Regions from separate parts of the Sus scrofa genome. Here all the other regions are linked to region 1. The links are chromatin contacts, called in public HiChIP or PLAC-seq maps. All regions are on one chromosome and are shown on one strand. The core of a region is the stretch at or near the end of the contact, and the rest is flanking DNA. Distances in the headings are between cores, read along the strand shown. Region 1 overlaps TPRG1 (tumor protein p63-regulated gene 1 protein). Region 2 has its middle 180 kb from the start of LPP. Region 3 has its middle 160 kb from the start of LPP. Region 4 overlaps LPP (lipoma-preferred partner). Region 5 overlaps LPP (lipoma-preferred partner).

What was found. HiChIP or PLAC-seq counts read pairs in DNA pulled down with a chosen protein or histone mark.
Region 2: a contact with region 1 is called in an H3K27ac HiChIP or PLAC-seq map of alveolar macrophages. The contact joins two enhancer-like sites. A contact is called at or near these places in 1 of 47 Hi-C or Micro-C datasets (mesenteric adipose tissue) and 1 of 2 datasets of contacts at active chromatin or transcription factors (alveolar macrophages).
Region 3: an H3K27ac HiChIP or PLAC-seq map of alveolar macrophages shows a contact between it and region 1. The contact joins two enhancer-like sites. A contact is called at or near these places in 1 of 47 Hi-C or Micro-C datasets (mesenteric adipose tissue) and 1 of 2 datasets of contacts at active chromatin or transcription factors (alveolar macrophages).
Region 4: an H3K27ac HiChIP or PLAC-seq map of alveolar macrophages shows a contact between it and region 1. The contact joins two enhancer-like sites. A contact is called at or near these places in 2 of 47 Hi-C or Micro-C datasets (embryonic fibroblasts and mesenchymal stem cells) and 1 of 2 datasets of contacts at active chromatin or transcription factors (alveolar macrophages).
Region 5: an H3K27ac HiChIP or PLAC-seq map of alveolar macrophages shows a contact between it and region 1. The contact joins two enhancer-like sites. A contact is called at or near these places in 1 of 47 Hi-C or Micro-C datasets (psoas muscle) and 1 of 2 datasets of contacts at active chromatin or transcription factors (alveolar macrophages).

Annotation. Positions count from the first base shown.
Region 1 is chr13:126,551,927-126,557,081 of Sscrofa11.1, reverse strand. The region is part of intron 1 of TPRG1 (tumor protein p63-regulated gene 1 protein); the gene reads right to left. Among named protein-coding and RNA genes, the nearest start is that of TPRG1, 25 kb to the right of the region's middle. Within about 2 kb of position 2,046, at least 9 of the 83 cell types and tissues checked have an H3K27ac peak or open chromatin away from gene starts, as enhancers often do. A contact at or near this core is called in alveolar macrophages, where this site is marked.
Region 2 is chr13:125,597,627-125,602,781 of Sscrofa11.1, reverse strand. No RefSeq gene overlaps it. Among named protein-coding and RNA genes, the nearest start is that of LPP, 180 kb to the left of the region's middle. Within about 2 kb of position 2,016, at least 9 of the 83 cell types and tissues checked have an H3K27ac peak or open chromatin away from gene starts, as enhancers often do. A contact at or near this core is called in alveolar macrophages, where this site is marked.
Region 3 is chr13:125,616,620-125,621,774 of Sscrofa11.1, reverse strand. No RefSeq gene overlaps it. Among named protein-coding and RNA genes, the nearest start is that of LPP, 160 kb to the left of the region's middle. Within about 2 kb of position 2,209, at least 17 of the 83 cell types and tissues checked have an H3K27ac peak or open chromatin away from gene starts, as enhancers often do. A contact at or near this core is called in alveolar macrophages, where this site is marked.
Region 4 is chr13:125,915,517-125,920,671 of Sscrofa11.1, reverse strand. All of the region lies in intron 2 of LPP (lipoma-preferred partner), which reads right to left. Among named protein-coding and RNA genes, the nearest start is that of LPP, 140 kb to the right of the region's middle. Within about 2 kb of position 2,926, at least 23 of the 83 cell types and tissues checked have an H3K27ac peak or open chromatin away from gene starts, as enhancers often do. A contact at or near this core is called in alveolar macrophages, where this site is marked.
Region 5 is chr13:125,974,241-125,979,395 of Sscrofa11.1, reverse strand. All of the region lies in intron 2 of LPP (lipoma-preferred partner), which reads right to left. Among named protein-coding and RNA genes, the nearest start is that of LPP, 190 kb to the right of the region's middle. Within about 2 kb of position 2,170, at least 14 of the 83 cell types and tissues checked have an H3K27ac peak or open chromatin away from gene starts, as enhancers often do. A contact at or near this core is called in alveolar macrophages, where this site is marked.

The sequences.
Region 1 (5,155 bases), core at 797-3,296:
TCACAGCATCCAGCCCTCCACTATAATCACCCGTTTCTGCATCAACCATTAACAGCTACAGAGCAGCTGAGATCCACTCGAGGCTATGCCATGCAAACTTATTTTTCCCTCTGATGTTATTTAGTGTCTGATGATGTTATTAAATTGAAAGGATTTTATTTCAATGAGCTGGGAGGAAATCCACTTAACCAAATTGTTCGTAAAAGGAATGAAACACATCAAAAACTCTTTGCGCCAATCCACCAATATAAGATTCTGCAAAAACCTTCTTATGTAAATATTTACAAGGAGAGTAAAAAAGGAAAGTGGTTTGGGGAGCAACCAGATGGAATAATACAAGAACAAACTTGAATACAGGCAAAATGAGCTTCAGCAACAACAGGGCAGCCTCTCAGGAATCTACTACTGCCTGGGGGCGAGAAAAGACGAATATAGAGTTAAAAAGAAAACAGCTCTGGGAGAGCATCGCTTGAGCCCCATTTCAGCTAATCTCTGAAAACTGGGTTTTTGTTTATATTAAAATCTTCAAAAAACGATTATAATAAGCTCCCTAATAATAACACGTATGAATTAATTAATTATTCATCACTCCTCTAGAACCAACTTCTACTCTTTCCCAAAGTCTTTCAAAAGATGCCTTTTTGGTGCTTGGGGTTCCGTGAGCAGGAGCAGGGTTTCTTCCCGGATTTCTTTCCCCGAGTCCCCAGGCTGTGGCCCCATTTCACCTCTGAGATTGCCAAGCCTGTCCCTACTACTTCTTGAGAGCCTACAATGTTTTCTCAGTTTTCATTCCTCCATCTGCCTTGGGTAGCCTGATTACAAAGAAAGGATCTTTAACAGATATATCAATTATGTAACATTTTTTATAACTGCTTTCTTGCCCTCCACTCACCTCTCCCTGGGCTCCCCAATGCAACCCTCTTCCAACTCAGAGAACATTTGACGCAAACTTGGCTCACAATGCATTTCGCAAACAAACCACAAAATAACATGATTGTAAAAATGTTAGCTGCAAAAGTAATAAATAAGGAAATAAATAAGTGCGTAACCACAGAGGCTTGTCTGGCTCCTCGGCCCTCTGACCACAGCAAGGCCTTCTGCTGCCTGTCCTTACTAGCGGGGAGGCCAGGAAACTGGAAGACACTCCTTCCTTGCCCAGGGGTCCCATAGTGGAAGTTTCAGAGGAATTGATTTTTTTTTTTTCCCCTCTCTCGTGTGAGGTATGGTTCTACGCCAAAGCTATCCAATGACAAAAAACATCACCAGAGAATGAGAAAGATGGGCTTCATACCACCCACCACCAGTCACGGCAACGCTGGATCCTTAACCCACTGACCAAGGCCAGGGATAGAACCCATAGCCTCATGGATACTAGTCAGGTTCATTAACCACTGAGCCACAAGGGGAACTCTTACCAATCCTGTCTGAGCACATGTTAGGGGTCAGGCTCTGGACCTCAGTACTTTCCCAAGATATCTCTTTAGTAATCCAGAGAAGTGGACAGGGTTAGTTCCATTATGCAGATGAGGAAACCAAAGCCCATCCAGAAACAAGTAGAGGTCAGACTATGACATTTCACAGATGATATAAAATCTCCCTAACAACTGGAGTGGGGGAAAGAGTTTAGGATAAATGTGTGTGATTTTTTTTTCCTCTGCTTTCAAGCCTGGCTGTTGATATATCTTCATTTACAAGGATTTTGAGATTAAAACAACAAAGTACAAACAGTGGGCTTGCCAAGTTTTTTACTAACTTTTACTTTGAAATCATGATGACCCAAAACTCCTCTTCACCAGAAAACTTCTGTGGCTTATGGATTCTGCCAAGAGTGTGACCAGGACAGTCCAATCAAAGATGAAATGGGAGGCTGAAAGCTGGGCCTGAGACTGAATCATAGAGTGCACAATTTTCAATCCAGAGCCCAGAATCCAGTATTTAGTAATACTGTATGCCCTAGGACAGGCCTTACATATCAGGAATAGAAAACAGAATCCCTGATGTTTAATATTCACAGAGAGAGCAGGCTGCCAGGCACTTGAGTCAGACCCTGTACAACACACAACCACAAGCTGTTCACCACGTGGCCAAATGAATAGTGACCCTCCCCAGTGCTGGGCAGTGCACATGACCTGCAAAGCCATTCAAAAGAGGCTTTCTTCAAGGTGACACTAATTAAAAAAAAAAAATCAAGAAAAGCATAACTTCAAGTAAGGTAATAATCAAATGAGTACGGCAGATGTAGATGCAAATGATGCTTAGAGGTAGGGCTGGTTATAAGCACAGTGTATGGGCTGAGAATGGGACTGCTGAATTTACTAATCTCACATCAATTAATGTCCTTGGTTTTCACAACAACTCAATGGATAAGAGTAATTATCCCCTTTTTCCAAATGGGAAAACAGAGTTTCAAGGAAGGAAAGTGATTTTTCTAAAATCTCCCACTCTTAGGTAGGAAGCCAAGCCCACTGCCGGGGTCCCCAGGCCCAGGCTTGGAGTCCCTCCCCTGCCCCTCAATGCCATATTGGAAATGCAGCCAACGAGGGGCTACCAGCCTCAGTGTGCCAGGCTCTGGAGGGGAGCTGCTGAAAGCCACAGGCCTGGGAAGAAGGAAAAACAGCCTTATGAATGAAGGAGACATAGAGATGATAAGAAGGACACTGGAAGATGGGGGTATAACATAAAATGACTCACAGCACTTGCATTTATTAAAAGTCAAGACACATTATTCCTTCTCTAGAAGGTAGCATTGCAAATGCTGAAGGTTTTTGGCTTTAATACAAATTTTATTGTGACTCACTTGGGATGGAACTCTTTCTAAAATCAATTATGTGTTTGTCTATATTCTACAAAGCAGCACAAAGAATATAAATTAGCCATGTTCGAAGGGACTATAGGCTATCACTTTCTTCATTGAACTCTAATGTATGATGACATTCTAGAAGACTCTCTCAATTTAAAGGACTGCTTGACTTTCCCACTCAATCCAGATTGCTGTGATTTTTTTTCCACTCTTGAGGGTTTGTGGGAAGGTTTTGTTTTGATGTTCTGTATCCTCTCTTATCAAGCCGTCCACCTTGTACTTCTCTCCATTTTCAGGAGCCTGCCTGTAGCAGCCCCTTCTCCTACTTTTAATTTGCTGGATTTGGTTTCTTAAGTACTTACAGGAAACTAAATTTATGCACAGTTTATATAAACTAAAATTAATCAAGCTCAGAGTGAAGGACTCTAGCCCATCAGCAAACGGTGAAAACACTGCTGCATTAAGCTTGAGGCTTTCTTGTGGCTGTGTCCATGTCCTCTGCTCTGATCTGCCAAGTTCACTTGTGTTTTTCAATAAGTGGCCTTCAAGACCACTTAAGCAAAACCTCTTTCAGAAAACATCCCATGAGTCCCAGACAGAAATTGCCTCTAAACTCCCAAACCACTGAATGTGCCTTTGAGGGATGGGGTGGTCACCACTGCCTGCCTCTGGTTTGTCCTTAGTGGGGCTACTCCCTGGATGTTTAGAGATGTGATTTGCATTTTCCTCATTTTCATATCTTCCTCTAACCACGGCTTGGACCAAAATTAAGACATACATGTCATCCTTAAGGGGATTTCATCTTAGGAGAAGGGGCCTATGGGAGGAGGAGAAAAGAGAAAAAGTTGGTGAGGAGGGAAGATAGGAAAGAGGTGGGGAAGGAGGAAGAAAAAGAAGAGGTGGAAGATCCTGTACTCCCCTAGTGAAACTCGTTTTCCCAAAGTATCAGCAGCACAAAGTGGGGCCATTTCTGCTATTTCCTGGGGGACAAGATCCTGTCCCGTGGCTGCCCAGGAATGTAGACAGTTGCCACCAGAGCTAGGATGGAGCCCTGAACGTGGACACCCAAGAAGCCCCCACCAGGCCCAGGCCCACCGGAAAGGACACCGAAGGCCAGGAGGCCCCGCTGCCTGGAGGCTCGTGGGAGGAGGGAGCGGGCCCAGCTGGCAGGAGACAATACAGTCCTGTGGCTGTGGGCTCAGCCCTTCCTGCCTCCCGGCAGCCTGGCTCCATAGTGCCGGCCTTGTCCTGGGGTGAACTCATCAGAGGCCCTCCTGCTTTCAGACAGGTATTCAAATGAGTGCAAGTTTTATTTTAAAAGACTTTGTTTAAAAATATGGTCTCAGAACTTTCTCCATTCCCCCTGCTCTCCTGCTCACTGATGCCAGTGTTAAGAAAACCAGGCCAGTTTGAAATCAACAAAATCAAAGCTGTTAAACGTTGGTTGGACTCCCATTGTAGGCCCTATGAACATTCCCCACTTGGGAACTTTCCACAGCCCATGTTCTTTTAGACTTGTTGTGGAGTGAATTGATACTCCAGTTCCCCACGGTACCCTCCCCATGTATGCAGAGTGGCGTTGCCACGCAACATTTGCCTTTTGAGCTCTCGTGCTTTTGATGGATAAGGCTGCTGTGGTGGGTGCTTCAGAGCACCTCTGTTGTTTTGGCCTTTCCAGTACCTACTTTCCCCTATTCTGGCAATAGCTCTTTACTTTTCCTCTAGAGAACCACCATCCCATTCTCAATTCCTGTGGTTTACGAGGAACTGACCTTGCTCCACTAGGCTCTACTTGTGGAGTAGACGCAGGCTTGGCCAATTGGCCTATCTCAACTTGCTGGCCATGATAACCGAATTAGAGGTGGGCACATGCCCTGTGTCACTCCAGGAGGAGTTAATGCACAATTTTTGCCAAAATTCCTTGAGGGGAGGAAAAAAAACTTTTGGTGAAGGTTTTTAAAATTGATGGGATGTAAACATGCATCTGCTGAGAAAAACCAAGAATAAGAAATGCTTGATAAGGAAGCCAACACAGAGACAATCATAGCTGATGGACAAAGAGAAACTTCATTCTGATTTTTCTCACTCAATACCTATTATATGTGTCCAAAGTGTGATTTTTTTTTAATTAGTCTACTTTGAGTTGGGTTTCTGTTAGCTGCCACCAAGAGTCCAGATGAGTATAGGTGCAGAGACCAATGTAACCTAAAATTCCTATCTTCATATACATTATATCATTTTAGATATCATAAAAAATCCCCAATAGAGGAGAAAACGGAGAAGAACTCAACTACCCAAACTCTGCAGGCACCAGAACCAGAATTGGACTCTTTTGTTCCTGCTCTAAATCCAGTG
Region 2 (5,155 bases), core at 767-3,266, 950 kb after region 1:
GGGTCACTTGGTGTGAAGGTTTGTGGGCACAAGCAATTTCCAAAACCCCGAGCCCAGCACAGCAGAGCTAAGCTGCCCCACAGGTCCTGGGGCCCTTCTGCCACACAGGCCCCGCCCTAGAGTGGCTGTACTCCAGGGAAGCGGGTTTGAGCCCTTGTGCCGGGTGTGGCCAGTGCAGCAGAGGTTGATAGTTCTTATGAATAATAATGCCCAGTAATCCATTTTTGGAAGTAAATAATGATCGTTCAAAGTCAAATAAAATTTTGCTGTTCTCAAAACTGTTACACTTGGAGTTCCCGTCATGGCTCAGTGGTAGTGAACCTGACTAGTATCCACAGAGGTACTAGTCCCTGTGGTTCGATCCCGAGTCTCTCTCAGTGGGTTAAGGACCTGGTGTTGCTGTGAGCTGTGGTGTAGGTCACAGATGAGGCTCAGATCTGGCATTGCTGTGACTGTGGCTGAGGCCAGAGACTTATAGCTCCTATTCAATCCCTAGCCTGGGGAATTTCCATATGCCTGGGTGTGGCTCTTGAAAAAAAGGACAAACAAACAAAAACCTTTTATACTTGTGTTATTTCCTTTGATCTCACAATAGGTGAACAAACCAGGACAGTTCCCATTTTATAAAGTAGAAATTCAGACTCACGGAAGGCAGGTGACTCACACAAGGGTCACACAGACGGGGTTGTTAACACTTGGTCCCAAGATTTTCGATTCCATTTTCATGCTGTGTTCCATTCACCCTTTGCCTGCTGATCTCATTAGATTTGAAAGCTGAGGAAGAGGAACATGACAAAGGATGGCAGAAAACTGTATTTTGGGGTTCCATCGTGTTCATAAAGAAATTTACAATTGTGACTTACTGGGGAAAGTACAAATGTAAATAGGAAGAAGAATTCCCATTTCTGAATTATTAGAGGTGCAGACACTGTGGCTGGATGTTAAAACTTGAGCCCCATGTGTTAAGAAGGCTTCCGATGCTTATTATACCAACCTAAGGCTTGAGCAAAGTTTCCGTGGTATGCTGGAGCTGGCTTGCACCTGCTAGTGAGTGCCAGTTGTGGGCAACTTTTCCTCACTTCTTGGTTTAGCGATGTCACATCGGTAGCTTGAAATCAGCCTGGTGCAAGATAATTTACCCCATGGAAATAGCAAATGCTACATTTCAGGGCTTTGTCATCCCAGAGAATCAGTTGTTAAATATTTACCAGCACACCACTGCTTACAGCTAACAGTGACTAGCACACATTAAGAATCTGGAAGTTCTCCCCTGTCATCTGCATGGGACCATCTTCAGTGTTGACTTTGCCTCTAACCACAAGTCATACCCCATTTGTGGGATTATGCCATTCCTTGCAGAGGAGACTCTTTCCATCTGAGCTTGCAAAATCAAGACCAATGGGTTTCTACTAATAGTCCCTCATGTTTGTACAGTTTGCAGAGTGTTTTCACATCCCTCATCACTTCTGAGCTTTGGGTGGCCTGTGGGGCAGATGTCTTCTCCTCTTAGTAGAGAGGAAGAGCTGGAAGTTCTGACAAAGAGAGGTGACCACGTCCAGGGTCATAGGCCTAGCAAGTGGCAGCAGGGGCTAGAACAGGGTCCTCCACCTCCTTGTTCTCTGCTTCTTCTCCTTGAACCAGGCCCCCTCCTTCACTTAGCACACTTGCAATGCCTGCAGCTCAGGCCACTGTCTGGGGCGCAGAGAACACAGATGCAGTCTGGAGTGTAACATTTGTCTTAGCCCTTGACAGAAAAGGACAGGCATGCTGGCTTGGGGGTATCTGCAAATAACAGCAAGCCCCACTTTACTGCTCTCGTGATGGGGAGGAGTCTACTTTCACTCCCTCTTATCTTGGGTCCTCTCTTTGATTCCTTTAAAAACTTTCATGGGTACTTTATATTTGGGTTTTTGCTGTAGGTCCTGCTTTCAGCAGGAATTTGGGGCCTTCTGAGTGACCAGCATTATTGTTCTGCTTCCCCTCTTGCACAACATCCAGCTTCTCTACTGCTGGGTGATGGAATTATTGATTGGTAAGCATTTCACAACACATTTTCAAAACATGCTGAAGGTCAAGAATTAATGACTCATGGGCAGTCACATTTCTTTCTGCCATGGCCCCTCTATATTATATTCGTGAGGTTAGTTAATGGAAGACATGGGAGAAACCAAGATAAAAGTTAACTCTCTCCAACCCTGGCCTGGCAGGACTATGAAGGGGCTTGAAAAGATAGTTTTTGATCTTCTATCTAGTGATTGATCTTCTGAATCGCTTGGTTTTTAACACCCAGTCTCTTGAAGAATATAAGATGAGAGTTCAAAGATTTCAGGGCTGATTCCACCACTATCTTGTGCCAGAGGATCAGAGTGTGAGGGAGGTACTCAGTTGAAGGGAAAGGCTCGGGTGATCTCTGGGGGGAAACTTTGCTGCTCTGAGAGTCCATGATCATCCAGCAGAGAACAAACAGATAACCCCTGGTCTAGTCTTGGAGATAATTACTCACCTCTCTGCTTGAGGCCGATGAGAGCTCCCCTTGAGACAGTGTGGAAGAACGCCCAGCACAGGAAGAGAGAGTTCCAGAACAGGAGGCAGAAAGTCTGGGTTCTCTCTCAACTTGGCCACCCACGATTTGGCACACAGCCAGGTTGCTAGACCTGCTAGAGCCTCAGTTTCTTCACTTGTGAAATGGAGTCAATGGCAGAGGCTTTCTTTGAGAGGGTTGTTTCAAAGATCAAGAGACATAATATGTGTCAACTTTTTTTGGTTACGAACTCTAACGCATGAAATGACCTACAGGATGGTTTTCCATGGGCTGGTTAAAAGGTTTGGGGGAAAAGAACATCAAGGTGATATTTTTTTTCTTCTTGATGTGAAAATTTTTTCTCACCTTTTCCCCCTACCAAATAATCTAATTTGCAGAATTAGAATACCTGAATGTCTTTTCAGGAACAATTATGAGACTGAAAACATCTGAACATTCTCCCATAAATGTTGATACTCTAAATACCCTGAAGCTTCTTTAATTCTAATATGATCACAGATACAAGTGTGATGCAGCTGAAGTAATGAGTGGTGTCTGTGCCTCATTACTTACCAGCAAAGCCCATCCCCATACATACACCCATATATTCCCCCCTCTCCAAGCTGGTCGGGACAGCACAGCTCCCCTGACTCGTGACTAGAGAACAAGCCAGTCAAAAAGGAAGTAAATTTACTTACATAAAGAACAGTCTGGGTGAAGAAAGACAGGCAAATGTTTCACCTGGACCGAAATGGCTTTGTGCTAGCAGTTTGTCCTCTCCTTAGGACACAGAACTGACAGCGACCTTGGCAATTATTGCTCTCCCCTCTCCATTGTACAAAAGAGCCACAAGGCTTAGAGCTGACAAGCGACATTACTGGGGTCATAAGGCCTGCTTGGGGCAGAATCGGGTTGCAAGCACCCATCAACTGATTTCTCCTGCCTCCTCTCTCCATGACATCAGATGCTGAGAGAATACAGAGAACCTAAAGGTTGAAAGAAAACACGAGATCCTGGCTGAATGTCTTCAGCTTCTGGTTTTCAAGGACAGTTTTACACTCAGCAACAATGATGCTTCAAAAGCTCTAGTGGCTAGCTTGAATGAACTTATAGAATAAACACTTATTGCAGCACATGTGGCATCAGGCACCTGCCAGATCTGGGAGTTGGTGCCAAGGCTATTTCATTGTCAAAGAAAAAAGGGGGAAAAAGGGAACCTGGCTGAACAAAGCTGGCAGACTTTTCACTAGAAAATTCAGAGGTAATTTCTGGAGAAACAGGGACACATTTCCAAAGGCTTTTAAAGTTTATTTAAGTGTGAGTAAGTGAATTTAGTAAAGAAATGAAGGCCACGGAGAACCATTTGGTGCCTAAGGCCTCTTCCAGACTGGTCCTTTCTATCTGCCTTGGTCAGAGTCTTAGAAGCCTCCAGGTGGGCAGGCTCAGAAATTGCCCAGAGCCAGGGCTGAGGTTGTCGTCTTCCATCTAGGCTCCCCTACAAAGGAGTACCATGGCACTTATGCTCCTCCCTGGAATCTCTTCTCATTACCAGAACAAAGCCAGAGAAACAGGGGCCATGTGCCTCTCAAACTGAGTCTATCCATACAAAGTGGATTCTTTGGCCTGTTTGGAGGTCAACCTAGATCAAAAGCACGGGGCAGTTGCCAAATATATGGTCACTTCTCTTTGGCTCTCTACAAATTTTCAAACTGCAGAATCTGGTCTTTTATTTACTCACTTAACAGCTATTATTGGGAGAGCATTGGATTAGAAAACTGTTGGATGTGCAAGTGTCACAAGCTCTCTGAACCTCAGTTTCCTCACCTGTGAGATGCTACTCATCATCTGCCTTAGGGATGTCACTAGTTGTTTCAGGCATCATGTGAATGACATAGAGAAGTGCTGTTTCACCTCAAAAGGGCTGCCATGAGTGTGAAGGATTGTTGCTACTACTCTGCCCAACAGTGTGCAAGGTACCCTGGGGCGGGGGGGAAGGTGGTTTACAAAAGGAATGTAAGAGATGGCCGCTACCCTCCAGGAACTTACAACCCCTTGTTGGGAAACCAAGACACTCCCAAATGAAACAGACATGTAACACCTCAAGGCTGTATTTACTACTTAAATGATGGCTAAAGACTCTGAGACCTGTAGGAGCTCAGAGAAAGCCGAGATAATCAGCAGGCTGGAGCAGTTGGGAATGTCACCTGGAGGAGGTGAGGTTTGAGTTGGGTAACAAAGGCACAGAGAAGATGGAGAAGGTCTCTCCATCAGGGTGTGGCACAAAATAGTCAATTAGTAGAAGGTTTTCTTGGTTGAGCGATCTATTTGGAGTTAGACTCCCCATGAAGCTTGAGTTATGGACTTAAGAACTGGAGGAGAGTTACAGGAAATGGAAAGTCAGGACAGTATTTAGATCAACTATAGGTTATGATGAAATGATGATTTAAGGGCACTCATACGTGAAGGATGGACCTGTTGGGTGATATAGGAGAGAAGAGAGCTGGTACCGAGGAGCCCAAGCTTGGGGTGATGTGGTTTGGAGCAGACCAATGGAAATGTTAAGAGAAAGAAATACATGTAAGTGAAAGATCGTTCTGTTTGTAAGGGGAGGACAAGTCATATGCTTAATCCTCT
Region 3 (5,155 bases), core at 960-3,459, 940 kb after region 1:
CCCAAACTCATGGTTTTTGTCATTATACTTCATTCCTGCCTCCTGGGCCAGTATTCTTTTCTTTCAAATTCGAGCACGCATGCACGCATGTGCGTGCACACACACACACATCTATATCTATGCAAATAATGTTTCTATTCCCACAGGTGTAAAATGCATGAACATTATATATCTCAAAACATGAAACTTTTGACTTCAGACATAAAATTAAACTACAGCACTGCTGAATTTAGTTATGGAAGTGTTGTTTAGATCATTAATAATCGCTTGTACTATATCTGGCACACAGTATGTACTCAATAAATATTTGGATTTAAACTGTTCCTTTTTATTTGAAAAGGTGCTTTTCCTTAGAAACAGAACGTAGTGTCTATCAACACCATTACTCTTTTAAATCCTGAACGTTTGCATTGAACCTGTGTGTACGGGCCACATTCACACGTATTAGATCATTGCGTCTTAGTGATCCCTATGGAGAGAATGTAGTCAGGGCCATTAGTGCCATTTTATAGGTGAGAAAACTGAGGCTCAGGGAGATCAAATTATTTTCTCAGAGAAAGCTTTGAGGTGAACTTGGGTCTGCTCACGCCAGCACGCTGGCAGAAGCTGTTTAGGGAGGGGTAGCTGATGATGGGGTCAGAGGAGGGGAGCCACCAGCCTATGGGTTCATCTGTCTTACCTCCTGAAAGATGCTACGGTCTGATGGGTAGAGCTCTAGATTTTCAGGCAGACAACCCAGCACTGTGGGTGTGTGAGTGTGGGGTTGGTGCCGGAAGGTGCGGGGATCACAGAGAATGACCTGGGGGAGGTGAGACTGTGTGGGTGGCTTCCTTTGCACAGATGTGTCACCCTTGGTGCCTGCCTGAGGCTGGTGGCCATACCCATGTGAGTGCCTGCAGACAAGCCCCACACGGGTGGACAATACTTATGACTTGCTGGGGAAGTGACCAGAGTCCCAGCCTGTGTGGTATAGGTCCTGGGTTTCTGAGTCCCTCTGTAGAGCATTGGCTTTGAGCAGTTCTGTGACTTCAATCAGAGCTTCTGAGACGACAGCCACTTTGCAGTGTGGGTGGACCCACAGTCCTACTCCTTCCTTGGGAAAAATAACTCAGCAATATCTCTTGCTGCTGAGTGGGCCAGGTGTGTGAGCTGAGTGGAAGCATGATGCAGTATAAAATCTGAGGTTGACAGAGTTGTAAGTTACCTGGATCAGATACCTAGTTTATGGATGGAAACACAGAGGATCAGAGGACGAAACTGACTATTACTTCATGCCTGTTTTTAACATTTCATTTATTCAAAAACTATTTAAGTAGGTATTCTCTGGGAGGGTTTGCCTCCATGTATCCCCAGTCCAGTGAAGACAGATACACATAAACAAGAATTCACCACGCCAACAGGTGCTTAGTGAGAGTGACCATGTTTTGAGAGAGGGCTCAGAGAAGGAGCTGCCAACTCCTTTCTGGGAATCTGAAAGGGCCACCCAGCAGAGATGAAAACTGAGTGAATCTAGAAAGATAAATAATTTTGTGAAAGGCAGAAAAGTGCTCACCTGATAGAAAGAACAACGTGTTCACAGATCTAGAGGTGGAAAGAGTGCATGTGACGCCAGGACTCAGGACTGGCTCCAATCTAGGGAGTGTCTCTGTGCATCAGAGTTTGCAGGATGGGGTCAGCAGGCGAAACCAGAAAATGGGCGTGTCCTGGATCATGAAGGGCTTCATTCAACAGACTAAGGAGTCTGAACTGTGTCTTTTTGGCTGCTCCAGCCACATGCAGAAGTTCCCTGGTCAGGGATCAAACCTGTGCCACAGCATTGACCCAAGCCATGGGAGGGATGATGTTGGGTCCTTAAGCTTCTATGCCACCATGCAACTCCTGAATTGTGTCTTATAGGGATTGGGAACACATTAAGGGATATTAAGCAGGGAGATAACGACACTAGGAATGAGTTTGGACATAGCATTCTGTAGACAGTCTGGGAAAGACTGAAGAGAGATAGGAGGCATGGAGGCTAGTTTGAAGATGCTGGAGCATCATAGTAAATTATGACAAAAGCCCAGCCAGAGTCAGCTGTGGTGGGGAAGGCAAGGAGGAATTGGAGTGAGAAATTCAGGAACTGGAACTGACGTGGAGAGTGGAGTGATAGGGGCCCAGTCTGGGTGATAGGGTCGATGGTAACCAACCAACCAGGAGAAGGGATGACAGAAGTGGATGGGAGGGCACTTAGTGTTCAGTGTTAAATTTGTTGCATGTGCAGGGCTTGGAGATATCAAAAGGGTGGCATAGGTGGAGAAAACAGTCTGCAGGCGAGGAGAGAGGCCAAGTTTGGCAATCAGGAGGCTGTCAGGATCAGAACCCATACACATGGATTTTGGAGATATGGGACACTTTTTAAGAATCAGTTCATCCAAAGTGGTGTTCAGATGTGTCTCAGACCTTGAGCTGAAAGCCTCCAGGGGGCAGACAGACCCCCAGCATCTGCCCTGGGAGGCTCCCCTGGGCTGGCAGGGAGTTATCTCACTGTGAGATTAAGTGAGGGGGGTCAAGGGAGAGAGCTCAGGCCCCTGCCTGTCTGTACCACGTCAGAGCCAGGAACTCACCAGGGCCAAGCCCCTTTATCTTGGAGACATCCTTCATCAGATATGGTTCACTCATTTCCGCTCCAGCCCCCATGCCTTCCCACCACCACCACCTCCTCACTTTAGTCACTGGAGCTGAGTCATCCTATGAGCCTATTCCTGTCACCTTCCCCTCCATCAGGATGGAAAGGGTTTGGGTAGGAGCCACAGGGCATGGGTATTGCCATCTGCTGGTCAGATTGGAACAAGAGAATGGGTCTCAGCCTCTGTTCCAATTCCTTTACCACTGTTTGCTTCCTAGGAGGTTGAGGGAGAAGTAAAGCTGGCCAGACTCTGACTCCCAGAAAGGAAAGGAAAAAAAGGAACTAATGTGGGTGGGGAACCCCTGCGGCACCAGGCAAATGCCAAAAGCCTTGGCATCCATTTCCCGTAACAATGGCCTTAGGATGGCCTCAAAATAACACCTTAGCAGTGGTATTATCCTCAGATGGGGAACATGAGGATCAGGAGGTTAAGCCATTTTCCCAAGATCACAAAGCAGGTATATCTGAATGATTTCAAAGCTCACACTACTTCCACTACATTTTCGCATCTATTGCTCCATCATCCCTGGGGGAGTATGGCATAAAAGTCAACTCCTGGCTGAATACTTACCATGTGTGAAGCACAGCACCAGAGTGGTTAATAGAGGCATCTTGCTCTTGAGAAACTTTATGTCCTGTTGGAAATGCTTGATCCTTTGATTTAATCACTCCGTTTTTCTGAGCATCACCTATGAGCAGACCCTGTATGGGGGCTGTGGAGATGGGTGATGAGAATAGCATGGATTGGTAGATGTTGGGGCATTGTTGAATGGTTGAGACAAGTTTTAAAGCCCCACTAATGACAGAGAATTATTGAAGATTTGAGTATTTATGTTTTTATGCTGACTCATCAATCCTCCTGTATTCACTCCTTTTATTCCTTCCTTGATATCAGGTGCTAGGCTAGAGGGTTTGGGGTACAACAGAGAGTAAAAAGTAGGGACAGCCTCTACCACCAAAGAGATTAGTGACCCATATCAGATGGTCACAATTCAGTGGATGTTTGCAAACTTGGAGAGTGTTCAAAAGGGAAGGAAGGTAGTGTGAGAGACCATGGAAGAGGGGGACATGTTTTGGGGGTGGTGGTGGTAAGGAAGGGCTGCTTTGAAGAAATAGCACTTAAACTATTAAGTGCTGAAAAAAATGTATGGAGTAATTTGTGTGTGTGTGTGTGTGTGTGTGTGTGTGTGTGTGTGTGTGTGTGTGTGTTGGAGGGAAGGTGGTGGAGACAGGGCACGGGGTAGAGAATATTGTCCCAGAAGGATGGCATTGACAAAGAGGAGACAGATGATATAGCAAGCGTTCTAGCAAAATAACAACACAGGCTGGCCTGGAAGACATTGGCACCCGAATTCACTTCTTGAGGCCATGCCCTTATGCTCCTCCTGGGAAACAGCAGCCGTGCCTGGTCTTGGATTTCACAGTGACTGCCATTCCCGGGTTTTGCTCCATGACTAGGACCTGTGCCTCCATGTCTTCTTCTGTGGAGTGTAATAGAACACGCCCATGTACTTTTCAGAACACTGATACTAATAAGAAGTGACAAAATACAAGTTGTCTAGAGACATTTCCTCGAGGATTAGCAATTTGGAGTTTATATAAAAAGTCAGAAAAGAGCTTCAGCCTGCTAATTAAATCTACATGCCCTGCCCTCCACACACATAGCCCAGGTCTTACTGATGTCAGCTTCTGGTAGACAGGTGTGGGTCTCCCGATCCACATATACCTAGCTCTAAAGAAAGAGGTGGGTTTTGAATGCATGCAGGACACTGACACTGTGCTTATTGGGAAGCTCCTGAAAACAGAATGCTGCTTTCATTTCCCTCCATTTCTAGCACGCTTTCGAAACTTCCTGGGCTACAAAGGGGCTTCAGTTTGGAGCCAAAGCCCATGAGACACAGGGATTCATGTCTGAGCTGGGAGGAGAGTCCAGATTTCCATAGCACTGAGCTGCCACTTTCTGAGAGCCAAAGCCCTGGCAGAGTTTTCTGGTTTGTTGCTTCAAGAGCCTAAGAACACTTAGACCTTGCAACCTTCAGAGACCCACGAGAATGTGTCCACATTGTTCAGTAAACCCATTCCTGAAAGCCTGAAGGGCAAGGATAGTCCTCAAAGTGTCAGTGGGCATTTTGGCCTCTAGCCTCAGTTCAGCAACATACTGGCTATGTGACCTGGGACACAGTCACTTCCTTGATTGGAGGGCCTGTCTCCCCATCTCCAAATAAGGTGGTTGGTCCAAGGTCTCTGACATGCTGTGTTTCTGGGACTTGAAGCCCTCTCAGTAAGACCCTGTGTAGGACTGAACCTGGTTTGGGATTGTCCTTTTCCTATGTTTGCTGCCTGGAAAGGCCCACTTGCTTGCTGGTGTCCTATCACCTAATGCCAAGCTGCAAATAAATTTTCTCCACACATAGTCAATACCAGCATTTCATGGATGGCTTCCACAAAATTTCAAGATTTTCTGATGATGAGTCTGCGCTGATGCCAAAT
Region 4 (5,155 bases), core at 1,677-4,176, 640 kb after region 1:
TGAATTCCCATAACACTTCCCTAAAAGAGGCTGATCTGCACACATAGGTGAGAAACTACTGCTGTATAGAGCAATTGCCGAAATAGGAATTCAGGAGAACCAAAGGGAAGGAAAGCAGTGGGACACCCAAGCTAGTGTTCCCAGGAGGATGAAGCTGCCAATAGGTAACCTGTGTTCACGGTGGACAAAGGGAGGAGAGGAGGATCAAAGAGTGATCAGGGTAACAGACAGGAGCCCCAGAGGAAGAGCAGTCTGACCTGTCAAAGATCCCCAGAAAAGAAGATCTACTTAGGAGACCTGGTGTGAAATAAACAGGGAAATTTGGATAGGATTTAGGTTTTGAAGGGATGGTTTTGCAAAAGGTATCCACCTCAAGTGATTATTGTATGATCACTTTATACAATATATTCATTAGCTTGAAAAAAAAAAGACAGGAGATAAAAATAGATGAGCATATCCCTCTGCATACTTCTTTAAATATTGCAATAACAACAACAGGATCTGGATGAACCCTGAATTGGAAGGAATTTGTTACCAGCCCCAAAACCAAATATGTATAATCCATCACGGCTACTAACTTTCTATGACAAAGCTCTTCAGCCTAATCAAGCTAGAGCCCTTAGCTAATTACATCCCCCTGATCCCTTTGGATGTCAAAATCAAGTCCAATTCATTTATCTTTTGAGTCCCTATAAACAAATTTTGTTGTTTCATTTCAAAATGAAAGCCTCAATATAAAATAAAGGATTAATCCGGCTGATGAACTCTAGTCCAGGTGTCCTAGGATAATGATCTTCATATTTGCCTATCATTGTTTCATCTGTAAGTTGGGAATAACAGACTTCTCTCTTCAGGATAAAAAAGAAATAATACCCTAGGCAGTTGGCAAATAATAATGAAATACATAGCTCCAACTGCTAAATAAACTAATGATTTAACATATTTAAAACCTGATATAGCCCTTTGTTTTCCAAGAGACATATACCTCCTAATTTGTATCATCAACATTTTCAAACCCTGATTTCCAAGAATCCCTTCTGCTTTTATCCAAAATTCCAAATACGGAATTAATCTTTTTGAGTAGATTCTCCTGCTTTGTTATTATGCTGTTATTATTTATGCATTTACCCTGTGGATTTCTTTATGCTATGGCATTCTATGAAAAGAAATCTGAGAGGAGAGCAAAGAGTCTCATATTCACATGTGAGGTCTGAAGTTTAACACTGAGGAGTGGTTGCCATCTCTGAAATTGAGGCTGATTTTGTGACTGATGGACCACATACCTTGAGAGCATTACAGAAGACCTGTTTACTTGAGTCTGATTTATCTAAATGTGTCCTTCAACTGGTGATTCCTAAAAAGACTAACTAGCCTGAATGACAGGCTGAATGAATCACATCATTCTCTGCTCAGAAAACTGTCCCTCACTTCACAATACAGCTCTGCCCTATCTTCCAGCTTAACACTATTGCCCCTAAAAAAACTGTGAGAGTAGAGGGTGAGAAACCTGGGGGTGAAAGAATATTTCTTTTCTATCTTGCTTTAAGCCTTTTCAGATTGGCCTTCCTCCACTCCCTTGTCCACAGGGAAGAAGCGATGATTTATCTAAGTATCAAGTCTGGAGAAGGAACTGGGAGTGTACAATTCAGGCCCTTCCTCCCAGTCCTGGGAGGTACCTGACTGCAGGAAGCACAAGCTCTCTGCCCTTCAAGGTTAGGAATTTTACAGGCTCTGTCCACTACGGTCCTCACACACAGATGTCATCTGAGAGGAAGAGGGTAACTCTGATTCAGGGATGCTGTGTTAACAAGCCCACTGAGCTAACAGGCCTAAAGCCCATTCTCCAACCTAGTGTTTATCTCCAGCTGTCTGACCACTGCATTACCTTCAACTGGTTTCTAGATGAACACCAAAGAACTGAGGCTTGGGGGCTAAGGCAGAGGCTGGGTTCAGCCTCAGTGAGCCCCCTCCAGCCCCAACACATCATCCAATCTAACCACACCAAACATTCCCTACCTTGCACGTCGTATGTCAGGGGCTTCTGCCTTCGCTCACTTTCTTCATTCATTCTCAAACTGCCTTTCCAAATCCTTCCCTCACCCTACCCTCTACCTGACCCACAGGCCAGGATCACGCAGCCTCTCAGGTGCCGCCAACCTCAGGAATCTCTTTGGTCCCTGAATCCTCCCTGCTCATTCACACTTGATCTTTATCACTCTGTAATCACAGACATTTTTAAGTGTAAGTCAAATATCTAGGAGAGTCTTAGTCCCTCCACTGTCAAGTCACAATCATCTCCATCTCCCATCACTCCTCCACTGGCACGAATTAACTAATGTTTATGGACAACTCATTATGTACTAGCCATGAACATAAGAGCATTATACTCATTATCTCATTTAATCTTCCCTAGGAAATAGGTACAGTTGAAGGAACAGGGTCTGTGCCCTCAGAGGCTCACCATGCCAAGCACATCTCACTGTGTCTGGTATAACTATCGGAGGCTTGCCAACTTGAGGCAGAATAGCAGGAGGGGATGACGTGAGACTTAGGGGGGACTACGTTCAGTTCAAAACTGAAGATTCCACTTTCACTGCCTTGACCTTCACCTACAATTGTCCCTGGGTTGAAGGAGAAAGAACTCTCACCAAAAAAAAAAAAAAAAAAAGAAAAAGAAAAAAGAAAAAACAGAAGGAGAACAACATAAAAGTCCATGTGGTCACTCCTTCATGAAAAGGCCTAATTGCTCAATTTGAAAAAGTCTCCCCAACCCCATTCCTAGCTCTGAAAACAGAGGTCTGGATCACTGTGGTTTTGTCACGAGATGAATAACAAGCCCTGAGGATTGCTAGAATTACAAGGCCCAGACCAGATCCACTCAAATATAGCTGGAAGCTTTCTAGTAATTCTAACCGTGCATGGGGAATGAGCTGCTCAGAAGTGACTCACTTACTGGAATCTGTGCTGCCTGCATTACTCAGCTGATATTAATACACCCACTTGTTCATTAAAGTTTAATTGGAGTTCATGTGAATTGGTTTCACTGGATACTTAATCAAAGAGAAGTGTTTGTATATGAACTGCTCACATACAAAGCTAGAAAGCACAGCTTTCCTCCAGCCTCTACACACAACCACTGGCTGCTCTTCCAACTCTGTTGACACAGTAAGTCAGTCACAGAGGGTAGGACAGTGATCTTGAAAGAGGAGGGGGGAAAGCTGTCTAAACAAACAGAGAACAAGAGTAAATAGAAAATCTTAAGGCACCAGTTACAGTTCCCCAGCTCATCAGACAGCCTGACATGGGCCAAGACTCAAATGCCAACTCCTCAATAGGAACCTGTTTCTTTCTGGGGTTCATTATCAAGGCTTCAGGGCTCCTCTTCTCCCTGGGCACCTGTCTCCCAGCCGTACATCTTTATTTTTAAAATGGGTGGATAAGGAAATTAACCACCATTCAACATAATCACACATTTCTCCTATACTGACAAGCAAACCATGAACACAATCCCAAACGCCTATTTATACAATCAGGGCTGTCAGTACCCTGTTATTTCTTATCAGATATCTCACTAATCAACATTTCTGGAAGTATAAATTTTTCAAGCTCCTGAAAAGACTGTGCATGAAGTTGGGCAGAAATAAATTTCAAGTCTAGTGGCTCTGGTTGTATTAACAAGTTTTCCTTCTGAATGGTCACCATTGTTAAGTATACATGACTTCTTGGCCCAAAAAAAAAATCAGGTGAGTTAAAAATTTGGCACTATAGATGATCCGATTTGCTGAAACAACCCTCAGAGATTGTAGATCGAAAGGCAAGGTACTGATTTTTTAACAGCTTTATTGACATATGATTCACAAACCGTACAGTTCACCCATTTAAAATCTACAATTCAGTTTTTAGTATATTCACAGAGCTGTGCAACCACTGCCACAATCTAACTTAACATTTTCACTGACCCCAAAAGAATCCCATACTCATTAGCAGTCACTCCCTATGCCCCACCCCACCCCTGCCAGCAACCACTAATCTACTTTCTGTCTTCATAGACTATGAATTTTCCTATTATGGACTTTTCATATAAATGGAATCATATGACCTGTGACCTTCAGTGGCTCAAAGGTTAACGAATCCGACTAGGAACCATGAGGTTGCAGGTTCAATCCCTGGCCTTGCTCAGTGGGTTAAGGATCCAGTGTTGCCGTAAGCTGTGGTGTAGGCTGCAGGCGTGGCTCAGATCCCGCATTGCTGTGGCTCTGGTGTAGGCCGGTGGCTACAGCTCCAATTCAACCCCTAGCCTTGGAACCTCCATGTGCCGCGGGAGCAGCCCAAGAAATGGCAAAAAGATTAAAAAAAAAAAAGAACTCTCACTGACATGATGTAGCTAGACACTGTAGATGGTGGCTCCTCTTTTTTTTTTTTTTTGGCATATAGATGTTTCCAGGCCAGGGGTGGAATCTGAGCAGCAGCTGCAACTTATCCCACAGCTACAGTAATTGAGGACCGACTGCCCTAGGCCAGGGATTGAACCCACACCTCAGCAGCAACTTGAACCACTGCAGAGACAGCACCAGATCCTTACCCTGCTGCACCACACTGGGAACTCCCAGCTTCTTAAGATATGACCCAACATCTTAGAAATAGGCATCCACTATGTGCCAGGCGCCATCATGTTGATTAATAAGATATGACACCTGCTCTGTAGGGTTAAAATCTAGTAGAAGAGACCAAATGAGTACATGTAGGAGAAAACAATGCCAGATTAACAGAATTATGGGTGTGAGAGAAACTCAGAGAAGGAACTCCCTAGTTTTTTACATCCAACTTGCCATGTTAGTAACTTCATTTCTAACCTTGTTTATAGAGTGAGAGCTAATTATGACATGACAATAATAGACGGTACAAAGACTTTCATGGAGACAGAGAATTCATATCTATGTGTGTCCTGGAAAAGTACAAACTGATATGTATCTAGAGCATAAATCATAGCCAACTTCATCATCCATCTGAGCAGCATCACCAGATGATGTAGACCAAAAAAGTAACCATCAAAGATGGAAAGTCAAGGGGGTCATCTGTCCAAACCAAAGGACTTTCTGCCTCCTTCTAAAGAAGGCTTTTTAAGACATTGTCAGGAACCTGGCAATTCACTTAG
Region 5 (5,155 bases), core at 921-3,420, 580 kb after region 1:
AGAAATGGATTTTTAATCTTAAGAAAACCTAGAAGAGAACAGTTCTTGTTCTAAAAAAACAGAAATATAAGGATTTTAGGTATTCTTATTCTAAGAAACAGAAATTTAATGAACCTATCTACAAAACAGAAACAGAATCACAGACGTAGAGAAGAGACTTATGGTTGCCAAGGGGGAGAGAGGAGGGAGTGGATGGACTGGGAATGTGGGGTTAGGGCAAACTATTACTTAGAATGGATAAGCAATGAGGTCCTATTGTACAGCACAGGGAACTATACCCAATCTCTCAGAATAGAACATGATGGAAGATAATATGAGAAAAAAAAATGTGTGTATATATATATATGTGTGTGTGTGTGTAAGTGGGTCACTTTGCTGTACAGCATAATTTGGCACAACACTGTAAATCAACTATAATTAAAAAATAAATTTTTTAAATAAAAGAATTTAAAACAGAAATATAAGGACTTATAAATTTACCCACTAGCAATCTTACAAACCCTTGTAAATGACAACCACTATTAGTATTTCATCAGTCTTCTCAGGTTTACATGAGAAGTTCAGAAAATGAACACAATTTTCATAATCATTATCATAGTTTGAAGAAGTCCAATAAAAATGCACATTGCTTTTCTGATGTGAGCACAGGCCCACAACCATTGGTGTGAGAATCATTTTCAGAAACCAAAAACAGCTTTCCTAAAATCTCAGCACCACTTCAGCCCCACCTTCCAACCCACATCTCATTAAAAAACAAAGCCATTTCTTTCATGCCTCATAATTAATGATAAAGTGAGTCAACTATACAAACAAAACACCAACAATAATTTACTGTGAACATTGTTGCATTTGTACTGCACTTATATATCTACTCTCTCATTTGATGTTTTTCATGAGCTTCTGCAGCAGGAAGAAATGGAATAATTGTTTTAGAGATGAAGAGATTCAACTCTACAAGATGTGATTTGCCCCAAAACACACAGCTCATAAGAAGTAATGACAAGATGTGAATTCAGGATTCTCGAGATTCTCCAACTAAACTTGTGTTCACTTATTCAACATTGTCTCTCTTATCTGAAGTGTTTAATCAAGCACAAGAAGTTGATAATGGAGCCCTAGGGAAGTTATCTAATTGGATAGAGCCTCAGATGGGTTCTCTTAAAACATAAAAGAAGGAAAGAGAAAGAGAGAGAGAGAGAAAGGAAGAAATAAACCACTTCGGGTAAAGATAGTTAAATTTCCTGGAAAACAGGGGTCTTGAACTGTCCTTTAAAGATGTATTAATCAAAGCAAGCCCACAAACTGACAATTTCAGAATCATTTCGGAGCTTGTTAGAAATATAAATTTTTCCACACTGTGTTCTCAGGCCTCCAGGACAATAACCTCTGAGGCACAGACTGCCCAGGTGATTCCAATGCATAGAAAGTTTGAAAAGTGTTGCTTGAAAGTAAAAGTCAGACCTGAGTAAATAACAAGACGGTTACAGGTAGGCTAAAAAGGGGGAAGGGGGGAAGGGCGTTGGGGAGGGGGGACAACATGAAAAATTAGGAGGCCTAGAATCCAGAAAATTCAAGAAATGTCAGCAAAAAAAGGTTCAGAACACTGGGCTGGGAAGGTAGTATCCTGTGAAGGACAGGGTCCGAATAAACCTGGGGTGAAATCTTGAACTAGAGAAAGCTGAATGCAAGCAGAGCAGTCTCTAGAACCACTCAGGCCCAAAGTTTAAATCTTGAGAGAAAGTATGTAGACCTAAGCAACAAAAGCATCATGTGATGCAGGACAAGAGGTCCCTCAGGGTTTAGAAGGTCTTCAGAAGAGAACCTCTTTTACAACCTGGAGAAACACAAGTTCACCAGACAGACAAGGATGGAAAGAACCATGGCAAAGGGCCAAGGTGTAAAACAAGATCTATTTAGCACCAGTGAGGCACCCTTGATTCAGTGTCCTCATCTGTACAAGAAGAGATTAATGATCCTAACCCAGTTGAACTATTGAGAAGATTAAATAAAACAGTTCTACACAATGACTCCAAATGTGATGTCCGGCACAGAGTGGACACTCAACACAGTACACTGACTTTCTTTCTCTTCCAGGCCACTGCAGTTCGTGAGAGTGAGCTAGGCATTGGGTCCTCTCTCGGGCTGGTTGGTAAGTGACTGATTTGGAGGATGTTTTCTCATAAAAGTTCACAGGGCAGCCTGCTGGGGGAGGTCCCGTGGTTATGAAGCATCACACTCAGCCACATTCCATTTTAAGACCTACAGCTCCTTCACTTCCTGCTTCTCACTCTTACTTTTTTCAGAGGGGCTGCAGGTTCTCAAGGTTATCTTGAGCACAGCTTTCTTTCTAAATGACACATAACCACTTCTACAGGCAAAAGTGCTCTGTGTAACTTCTTCTTTCAGAATGGGACTCTGGGCTGCCTGAAAATGGATCTAGGTCCATTCCCAGATGATCTCTTGGAAAGCAGACATGAATCAGTCCAGCAGGTTGGCTGGAGGTCTCCAAGAGTCTGTCTACAGGGGGATATTAACTAGGGTTGCTCAAAGGGAAAAACCAAGTTCCAGAGTCAATTGAAAGCAAGCTGACCGCTGTCCCACAGGGTTTCCTGAAAGATTTAGCAAGCTAATGTACTTTGTCAGTACCTAAGAGGGCGCCAGAGTATGCCGCATTCTCCAGGCTTACAGGGACCAATTTTAAGAGTGGTATCTCCTTGGACTACTATTTACTGACCATGCAGGAGAAAACAATACGTCAGCGCATGATATAGATAAGGCAGGGATCATCCGTTTGCTTAGAGTCCATTCCCAGAAAGATTAAGAAGGTGGCAGCATTTTTGTTATGCTTCTTCACCTTCCCATTCATTATCTATACTCACCGCATCCTCCTCTTCCTCCACAAGCCCTTTCCCTTCCCCATTACTCTGTGCACGCTGTTTTACAAAGAATCTGCTAATTCGATAAACTAATGCCTTCTTTTTCAACACTTTGCACATCGGTGCCTCTATTATGTTATTCATTCCATTTGCTTAGGAAGCATCCCCTTTATCAAAATCCTATTAATTCAAGGCCAACCCAAATGTCACTTCCCCCAAGAAGCCTTCCTTAATCCCCTGCCCTCCACACCAGTTGGAAGTAATCGTTCTTTGCTCCTCACTGAACTTTCTCAGCAAGTTTCCACTTTCTACCTTAAATGATAGTTATCTGTGTGCTGTCTCACCTTCACCAGTTGGTTCACCCCTTTCCTAATACTTTCACACCTGTCATCTTGGTTCATCCCTACAACATGCTGGGAGGAAGAACAGGCAGGTATAATTATACTCATAGTATGGAGTAAATGTAGCTTAGTGGTTAGAAGTGGAGTTGCTAGAGACAGACTATCTGAGTTCAAGTCCTAGATAAACTCTCTGGTTCTCAATTTTTCATCTGTGAAATGGCAGTAATAGCAATACCTTCCTCAGAGGGGGATTATGGGGATTAAGTGAGTTAATGAGGCAAAGTACTCACACCTAACTAAATATGCATTTTTCTAAATCTTTTTAGGGCCGCACGGTGGCATATGGAAGTTCCCAGGCTAGGGGTCGAACTGGAGCTGTAGCTGCTGGTCTATGCCACAGCCATAGCAATGACAGATCCAAGCCACATCTGTGACCTACACCACAGCTGAAATGCCAGATTGATTAACCACTGAGCTAGGCCAGGGATCAAACCCGCATCCTATGGATCCTAGTTGGATTCATTACTACTGAGCCACGATGGGAACTCCTCAATATGCATTTAGTAAGGGTTCCAGGGGAGTTTAGAAGTGGCCAGGTCAGAATTTTCCAGATTTATGTCATGTTTCTTTCCTCAATAATGTTATCTTTCAGCATTGCTCATTCATTGGGTAAATATTTATTGAGCTCATAGATGAGCCAAGAGTGACTCTAGGCAACTAGAATACAGAGAAGACAGACAGGGCTCTGAATTCTCAGTCCTTACAATCTAGCAAGAGGCAGAGGGAGTCCATGCAAAAGTTAAATACTAAACAAATGAGAAAACAAACGTGTTGGTTTTTATTTTGGTTTGTCCTCATGTCATCCCCTCCTTCCCAATAATCTATTGTACTATTTTACTTTGACCAAAACTATACACAAAATGCTTCCTGTTCCATTCAAAATTCTAGAGTTCAACATTGGTTTAGAACATTTTGCCTCATATCACTAGTTTCTTCAAGGGATGCATCAGGAATCACACCTGGGTTTTTTTTCTAATTATCCTACGCATGTATTTTGGGTCACCCCTCCCCCCAGCCCAATAAACCCAGGTGAATCCCCAGTGGCTTATATGAGACTCAATAAAAGCACATTCTGTCTTGGCACTCAGTTACTGCTTCTGAGCTCATACGACTTTTGTAAGATTTGTCACAAAGAAGCATTTCACTACAAGAAAGTATCATGACAAAATTACAGACTTGACCATTCTCGCCCTTCACCATTTCTGATATTAGAAGAGTTACACTAATCCCATAATTTGATCCCTGAGGAACTTTGAAAATGATACTTTAGTATCTAGAAAAATAGACATTCATTCTTTCTCCAACCTTCACGACATTTTTTTATCTATAAGAAATATCTTCTTCGAGTTCCCATTGTGGCTCAACGGTAACAAACCCAACTAGTATCCATGAGGACACAGGTTTGATCTCTGGTGTTGCTCAGTGGATTAAGGATTAGGCATTGCCGTGAGCTTCAGAATAGGTGACAGACGTGGACTGGATCTGGTATGGCTGTGGCTAGGGAGCAGACCCACAGCAGTGGCTCTTATTCAACCCATAGTCTGGGAATTTTCTTATGCTGCACACACACGGGCTAAAAGGCCAAAAAAAAAAAAAAAAAAAAGGCAGAAAAATAAGAAATATTTTCACCAATTTGATTTTATTATGTTCATACATAAAGGCATTTCTAAAGTCTTACTAAGTTTTGCTCCTTGATCATTTGCCATTCTCATAGCCTTTTCCTTGATTTGTATTTTACAACTTTTTATTTTCTTTCCCTAACATTATGGGAAATATACATTGGAATATGCTCTGCACTGTGGATCAAGGTAGTGGTGGTTGCATGTGTATGGAGTGGAGGGAGGGAGAAAATGATGGATTAACTACAAATTCAAGCTG